2 separate regions of the Mus musculus genome follow, and region 1 is linked to region 2. A link is a contact called in public promoter capture Hi-C data. All regions are on one chromosome and are shown on one strand. The core of a region is the stretch at or near the end of the contact, and the rest is flanking DNA. Distances in the headings are between cores, read along the strand shown. Region 1 overlaps Ankrd11 (ankyrin repeat domain 11). Region 2 has its middle 23 kb from the start of Gm10612.

Region 1 (3,877 bases), core at 299-2,798, 190 kb after region 2:
AATCTACCAGCAATCCTGGAGTCTTTCAATAGCGACTGCCTTCTTTTATAGACAATGGGTCCTAAAGACAGGCACTGTGCAGTGTCTGAGGCCTGACTCCAGGGCCTGTCACCTGACTGAGACAATGCACTTGTGTCCACGTCGCAGTGTGGGCTTATTCTTGGCTTTTAATTCTAGGTTTTTTCAACAAGACCACTTTTTACAAGTATGGGCCTTCAGAATCCAGAAGCAGGTGTGGTCTTGATTCATGGTGGTATTTTAAACAGCAGTAAATTCCTTGCAGGTGCCAGTGAAACTCTCCAGAGCAGTTTGCCATCATTCCTACCAGGAACAAGTTCAGTGAACACCGTAACAGATCCCAAAACAACCTCCCCATCAAATATCTGAGCAAGTCGTGGAATCTAGAGTAACTTAGCTACAGTATTTCTGGTCACCAAGTCCCAATCCTAACACAGCAGGTAGAGGGTTCAACAGAGTGTTCTCAGCAGCCCAACACGCAGCACAACCTCATTGAGTAACAGTGGTGACTGCAAACCGCACTCCTGACTTAGTGGTATCTTTTTGTTTCATTTTTAGGGCAGCCATAATTAAGAAAGCCTGTGCTGAGATGCGTGACCCTCTTAGCTATGCGCGGTGGCCTTCTAGACCTTGTTCCTCCTTCTGAGAAATGGACTAGTCACCTGTAGCGTGGCAGTGAGGCCAGACTCAAGAAAACAATAACTTGGCTTCTATGACCTCTGCAGGTCGTTTCCCAATTTCTAACTGAGGGGAACACTGGTTCTCACTGCACCGCATGAGTCCAGAAGAACACAAGTGATGTGAGCGTCTCGACCCAGACAACAGGCAGGCAGCACGATCTACAAGCTGCCCCTTACTATGCTAAATGCATGCTAAAGATTGAAAAATACAGAAATACAAATCCAGGCATGCACTGAGACCTGGATACCAGCAGCTGGGAGCAGAAGCCCCTCCTAATACTAAGATCCTAACAGATGAGGCAGAAGTAGCACAGGCAAGGGCTCACGGCCCTCAGTGTGGAGCTGGGAGCACACTACCTGGCTCCTATACTCACATGTCTGTCACTCCTCCTCTTGTCTTCCTTAAGGATCTCTGCTGTGCTCTAACCCCAAACACCTTTCACATTGGCTAATTTTGATGTCTCATTGCTATAAATGCTAAATAACAGTCCTGAGCCTTCGTATCAAGTAGATATATTACTTTGTTCTGGTTTGCCCACCAGACCATCTGCCTCTGAATTATGGAAAATACACAATTTGAAACTGAAATTACTTTCTTTGCTAGTCCACAGTCTTCTCTGTGAAGAAAAAAATGGAAAGGGCAAATGGCTGAGAAATATACCAGACCAACCACCAAGTCCATGAAGCATTTTATTTGGCTCTGGTTGTTCACAAGCAGTCACACTGTGGTTATTAGGGCAATCAGCAGGTTCTCCACGCCACGCCCTTTCCCTGCCAAGCCCTAGCCTGTGAGTCAGTGACCTGGCAGACAGATGCACTCTGCTTTCTCACTTGCCATGGTCTAGCATCTGCCAATATGCAGCCCAGAGTTACACCATCTAGTGAGCAAGAGGACAGAAAAGCCTCATTAGCGTGTGTGCACATGTACACACACACAGCCTCTTACACCAAGCATTCCGAGTTCCATATAGCCAATGGCAAGAGAATCCCTCAGTTTTTCCTCTCCCACAGAAGAACTGAGGGATCAAGCCCCGAGGAATGAACGCTTCAGTGGGTGTCTAAGACTCATGAGTCGACCGAACGCTGTACAGACCCGAAAAGAGGCTCAAAGGCACAGCGGTGGAAAAAGTTAATTCTCTCCCTTCTTCCAAGGAAGCACTGTACTGGGAAGCCAGTTTTGACTTCATACGCAATGGGGCAGGTGGATTCTGTGTGAGCCCTAGAAAGGTAGGTAGGGTAATTTATAGATTTTTAAATTAGTGGAAAAATTTTCAACAGAGACCAAATTTTAAGCAAATCACGTAATTCCATAACGAAGGTTTTTTTTTTTTTTTTTTTTTTAAAGTAGCCCTAGGTGGCCTGCAGGTCATAGAATCTACTTGCTTCCCATGCTCCAGGATCAAAAGGTTGTGATGTCACACCAGGCCTCGGGAACTCTACAGAGACCAGACCGAGAGTGGGAGGAAGAGCCTTTCCTCACCAGGTGATGTATGTGGTCAACACCAAAGACCTGGTCTGGAAGAGGCCCTGAGGGAGTGGAGATGGTCTTACAGTCTGAGATGAGGGTACCGGCTCAGACAACCAGGTCTGTTATGTCCCAGTCTCGCCAGTGTCACAGGGGGTCAGGACATGCTCCTGTCCACAGCTCCTGGGCATCATGATCGCAGGCATGTTCCATCTTGAGGTCTATCTGAACACCTACAGCATCTAGCTGCGGCATAAGCATCACAACACTGATAGACAGCCTTGGGAGGGCAAGCTTTTTCATCAGGCTGACTCACAACAGACAAAACTGTACTGTTCTTGGCAGGATGCCCTCAGTCCTGACTAAGCACTGGGGAAGCCGCACCTCCAGTGGGCTGGGCCATTGGCAGCAGGGTCTGGGAAACAGGAAAAGTTTGTACGGTTTGGTCATTTAAGGCCAGCCAGCTTCTTGCCACTTGAGGGCACAGTAAAGGACGCTCACTATTTGCTACTAGGAACCCTGACTGGAATGAGGGTGGGAGGGTACCCCTTGTGTTACTGGGGTAGACCGCATTTGTCATCAAGGATGAGTGCTAAACTGTACATTATCAGCAGAGGGCGCTGGAGGAACACTGGTCAGGAAAGGATAAGCTATTGGCCTAGGGCACTGCAAGCATTTGTCTGTAAAAACCTTTCAAAACTAGGAGGTGCCTTAGTATGACTGAGTCACACACCTCCAGGGAGGTCTGACAACCCTATCAAGATGACCAGAGAGATCCTATCTTGGTCACTATTTCATCGAGTTAAAAATATCAGCACTTTTCCAGCTTCCAGAACTCTGAGCCAAAATAAACCTCTTTATTACACAGGGGGAAAATATCAATCCCACAATTCTTTGCGCACCCATTCTGAGTATTCTCCATCCTGAATGAGGTGGTGGGTGCCACTGCAGAAGCCCCTGCAGACAAGATGCCATCCACTCCATCATACCCCGTTTGTAAGCCAGCACTGCATCTCTGGGTAGGAGAATAATACCCAGTACTTCCTGAGGCATCCAGCTCACCAATGTATAGAAGAGAAAGATTATAAAGTGTGTGTGTGTTTGTGTGTGCGCGAGCGCGCGCAGAACCCAATGGATGAAGACAAACCAATACTTCCAGTACTTAGGAGATGAATGCAAAAGGATCCAGAGGTGGAAACCAGCCTGAGAAAACTGACAAACCCCATCTCCAAGTATAGAGATGCCTAAGGCTGGACGTCTTAAACAACACCAACAGTAGCGAGTTTGCACATAGGCTTCGGGTTCCATTTCCAACGAAGGAAGGAGTAGGAAAGGAGTGGATCCAGTCTTCACTGGAGCTGCGAGACCCGACTCACAAACGTTATAAAGAAGTCAGCCACGGATAGGACAGTAGACACAGCGCTGGCCAGTCACCCATCTCTAGCTAGGTCTACAGTTCAGTCTTCCTGAAAACGCTACCTGCCAAAGCTGAGCCTGTGCCTGCCTCAGGTCAGGTGTGAACATGAACAGTTTGACAGCACACCAACAGCGAAGGCTGAAGGACAATCTAGAGTGCAGTGGTGCAGAGCCTCACAGAGGCCTCCACAGATGGACAGACTTCCCTCCACAACCACAACAGGAGTCAGAGCACTCTCCTGAGCAATGCAAGGACCGCCACTTGCCTTATGAATCCCTACAAACAATGTTAAAACAC
Region 2 (3,508 bases), core at 399-2,898:
CTCCCTGTAAGTTAATCATTCATTCAACAAACGCCCCTTGGGCAGCTTTGGGCAGGAGTCACTACTGAGATCGAAAGTGAACTGGGTCTCCATTGGAGCCGAGTGGGGTTCACAGTGGAAGCTTCCTGAGACTGCTGGAACAGTAGACTCCATAGTACAGGCTTAAAACAGAAGCCAGGTTGGGCAGGTGGCCCAATGGGTAAGAGTATTTGCTGTGAAACCAAGATCTTAGTTCAAATCCCCAGCACCCATGTAAACACGGCTGTTTGGCTGTAACTGCAGTATTGGTAGGTGGAGAAACCAGGCTCAAAGTGGAGAGTTTCAGGTTCAGTCACACACACACACATACACACACACACACACACACACACACACACCTCCCATCACCAATACCTGGATGCCAGGCTGGCTCCATCCTGAAATGCCTGCCTCATGTGGCAGTGCCCATGCCCACGTGTGTCTGAATCTTTCTTTTCTAAGAACGCTGTCAGTGGATCTAGGACCGTTCCACCGCTCTTGCCACAAAGATCCTTCACTTAATGTCACCCACAAAGACCTTTGTAAAAATAAGGTCAATGTTTGCCATTGCAAGGTTTAAGACTCTGACCTGTGGTAGGGGAGTTGATGGTCTTGGACCAGGGAACCGTTGGGGGTGTGTGGGTGGGTGTGGGTGTGGGTCTGGAGTTGACCGGGATGGGGCAGCACAGACTGTCAGAAAAAAGATAAACACAGGGTGGCAGGGAGAGGTGGGGGAGGGCAGTGGGACTTCCAGGCCAGGAGACTTCTTACCCAAGAGGGGCTTCAGGGTACACTTCCCACGTGCTGCCTAAAGGAGGCAGTAAGGGCAGCGTTGCCCCTCTGCAAAGTAGGGCTTAGCAGAGCTCAGCACCAACTCCTTCCAAATTCTGGTGTGCACATGACCTGTCCCAGCCTGCCTGCTGTCCCGCCCTCTCTGTCACAAGTTTCCAGCCAGAAGCAAGTGGCCACAGCTGATAACCTCCCAGAACCTTGGTTTCCTCGTCTGTGAGAAGAAGATAACCACATCTCCTGAAATCAGGGGCTGTGTGGAGACACAGGCCAGGAGCTCTGGACCGACCACAGGCAGGCAGCACAGCCCCTCAGGGCAGCCTCTGAGCCTGCATGGTCAGCCAGCATGGGGGGTAGTCTCAGGGGCTTGTGGGTCAGTCTCCTTAACCACCAAGAGGATGCTGAGCTGACCCATGGGTCACTTGGAGGGGACAGATGGGGTGGGAACCAAAGTCCTGGGTGAGGAGAGAGAAGGGCAGGGAGAAGAAGCCACGAGCGTGGAACCAGGGAGGAAATCATAGCCCCCACTGCAGACAAACACGAACAGAGAGAGGGACCAAAGGGCTAGAGTGGGGCTCCACCTCTCCCGCTTTTCTCCAACGTGGGCAAGGAGCGGGGGAGGGGGGAGTAAGATGTAGGCGACCCACAGACTTGCCTTCTTGCAGAGAAAATATTCCCTGAAAGACATTAAATGAAGTAAATAGGAGAGATAAAAATGGAAATATCAAGGCAGCAACTTCTCTTCTGATTATAAAGCGAGCGGCGGAGGCGGGGTGGGGCGGGCCTGCGGGAGACGCAGCTGCAGCAGCCGGCCGGGCTGATAAGGGCTCTGGCAGCCTGCGCGGGCAAGATAAAGCCAGGCGCCGCTGCCCTCAATCCCGGCCATCATCAATATTCACAGGGCCTGACCAACTGGCATCGCAGATAGAATAAATATAGACTGCCAGCTATTACCGAGACCTTATTAATCCGCTTGCAGGCATTTAAAGGCCGTGGAAAATAGGGGGGGGGGTGAGCGCAACCATCAATAGCTCGACTCATCATCAAATACTTTCCTTACGGTTCCTCTCCTCCCCATTGTCTCAGGGTCTCAACGTTCTCTTAGAGATGAGGTTTTGGCACACAGATGGAGGGGCCAGGTGGGGAGGATTCAAACACCTGGTGGAGGGGATGCCAGGGGGTTACAGCTGTCCCTGGAGTCCTCCTGAGCTCTGAATGCATTCTCAGGGCAGACCTCACCCGCCTTGAGAAGTGTGTGCTGGCATCCAGCGTTCCCCTTCCCTTAAGCTGTCAGAGCCTGACTGGATGCTGGCTCACACAAGCACATTTATCACAGGAAGGGAAAACAGGGACATGCCCAGAGCAGCAGGGTTACTGCTGAAACCGGTCCAGCCAAGGCTGCTCGCCTGCCCAGACCCCACGGCTCCTGGCTGCTACAGTGTGCAATAGGCCTCCTGACTGGGTCTCCTGTGGTCCATTTGACTTCCGTGCCAGTCTCTCTTTGTAAGTGGCCTTGACAGGGGCCAGGCACCCAGGCATCTGGCTCCTTGTCGTCGTCGTCGTTGTCACATCTCAGTGGAGATACTTCCCTCTACAGAGGCCTTCTGCCTGTCACTATTCATACTGAGGCTTCCCCCCCAAACACAACAGGACGCACCATCTGACCCCAGATCTGGGGACAGAGCCCGGCTTGTGGGCACTCCTGGGCACATTGAGAGGGGAAGGAGAAAGACTCACCAGCCTTGGATGCTGGGTGGGGCTGGAGATACAGGATGTATGGGCAGGGAGCCTAAGGGCAGTCAGAAAAGATGCTTCAGGCAGAAGCAATGGATGGAGCAAAGGCTGAAAAGGACGCTCAGCTTGCCTTCTGCCTCTGGCACAGCACACATACCATCCTGGGCACAGATCACGCTTGCAGATCTTGGTTGGACTCCTTAGCTGCATACCTGAGGCAGGATCTTGTGGCAAGCGGCCTTTTGGAAGGTGACAGGGATACGAGGCCAAGGATATAGATCCAGCGGGAGCTTGAACCTGCACACATTCCAGGTGAGATGTCGGAAGTCATGAGGTGTAGAAGCCGTGCACCCCTGATCTACCTGTGGAACCAGGAGTTCCAATGTTCTTATCCCTGCACAAAAGATCCCAATCCCCATCCAAGGATTTGCTTTATTTTCGTTTTACATGTGTGGAGGAGGTCTTGCTTGCATGTATTTCTGTTTACTGTGTGTGGGCAGGGTGCTTAGAAGCCAGAAGAGGGTATAGGACTGAAGTTACAGATGGTTGTGAGCCGCCATACAAGTGCTGGGAATTGAGCCAGGGTCCTCTGGAAAACCGGAACCTACCAGAGCTCTTAACTATTGGCTGAACAGTCTCTCTACTGCCCCCACCCACCCCCGTCTCTCTGGTTTGCTGTAAACTCCTGAGAGGGCTCTGAGAGCCAAAGAGATGCCAGGATGGTCAGAGACAAGGTCCTGCATGGAGCAAGGCAGACCTGTGGCATCATCACACCTACAGGCTGAGCTCAGTGCCCAGCAGAGCTTGTAGCTGGCGTGGCGCTTAGCTCCAAGGGCCCAGATGGGGCTTCATCTCTCTCTTGGAAGCCACGCCTCCTCAGTCTCCTGCTGGTCCTGCCTCACACACCTACATCAAACATTCTCTAGCGACCTGTAAGTACTTCCAAGCTAAGCAGGCAGGCCCATCG

Evidence for each region. Capture Hi-C pulls out chosen DNA fragments and counts their contacts.
Region 1: a contact with region 2 is called in a promoter capture Hi-C map of liver. The contact joins two enhancer-like sites. A contact is called at or near these places in 1 of 115 datasets of contacts at active chromatin or transcription factors (memory CD8 T cells) and 2 of 9 other capture datasets (liver and pancreatic islet).

The regions. Positions count from the first base shown.
Region 1 is chr8:122,904,038-122,907,914 of GRCm38.p6, forward strand. All of the region lies in intron 4 of Ankrd11 (ankyrin repeat domain 11), which reads right to left. Gm39273 (a long non-coding RNA gene) reads left to right here. Exons shown (of 4, transcript XR_003947488.1): 2 at 1-1,925; 3 at 2,044-3,877. Among named protein-coding and RNA genes, the nearest start is that of Gm39272, 28 kb to the right of the region's middle. Within about 2 kb of position 1,549, at least 216 of the 459 cell types and tissues checked have an H3K27ac peak or open chromatin away from gene starts, as enhancers often do. A contact at or near this core is called in liver, where this site is marked.
Region 2 is chr8:122,718,908-122,722,415 of GRCm38.p6, forward strand. No RefSeq gene overlaps it. Among named protein-coding and RNA genes, the nearest start is that of Gm10612, 23 kb to the left of the region's middle. Within about 2 kb of position 1,649, at least 101 of the 459 cell types and tissues checked have an H3K27ac peak or open chromatin away from gene starts, as enhancers often do. A contact at or near this core is called in liver, where this site is marked.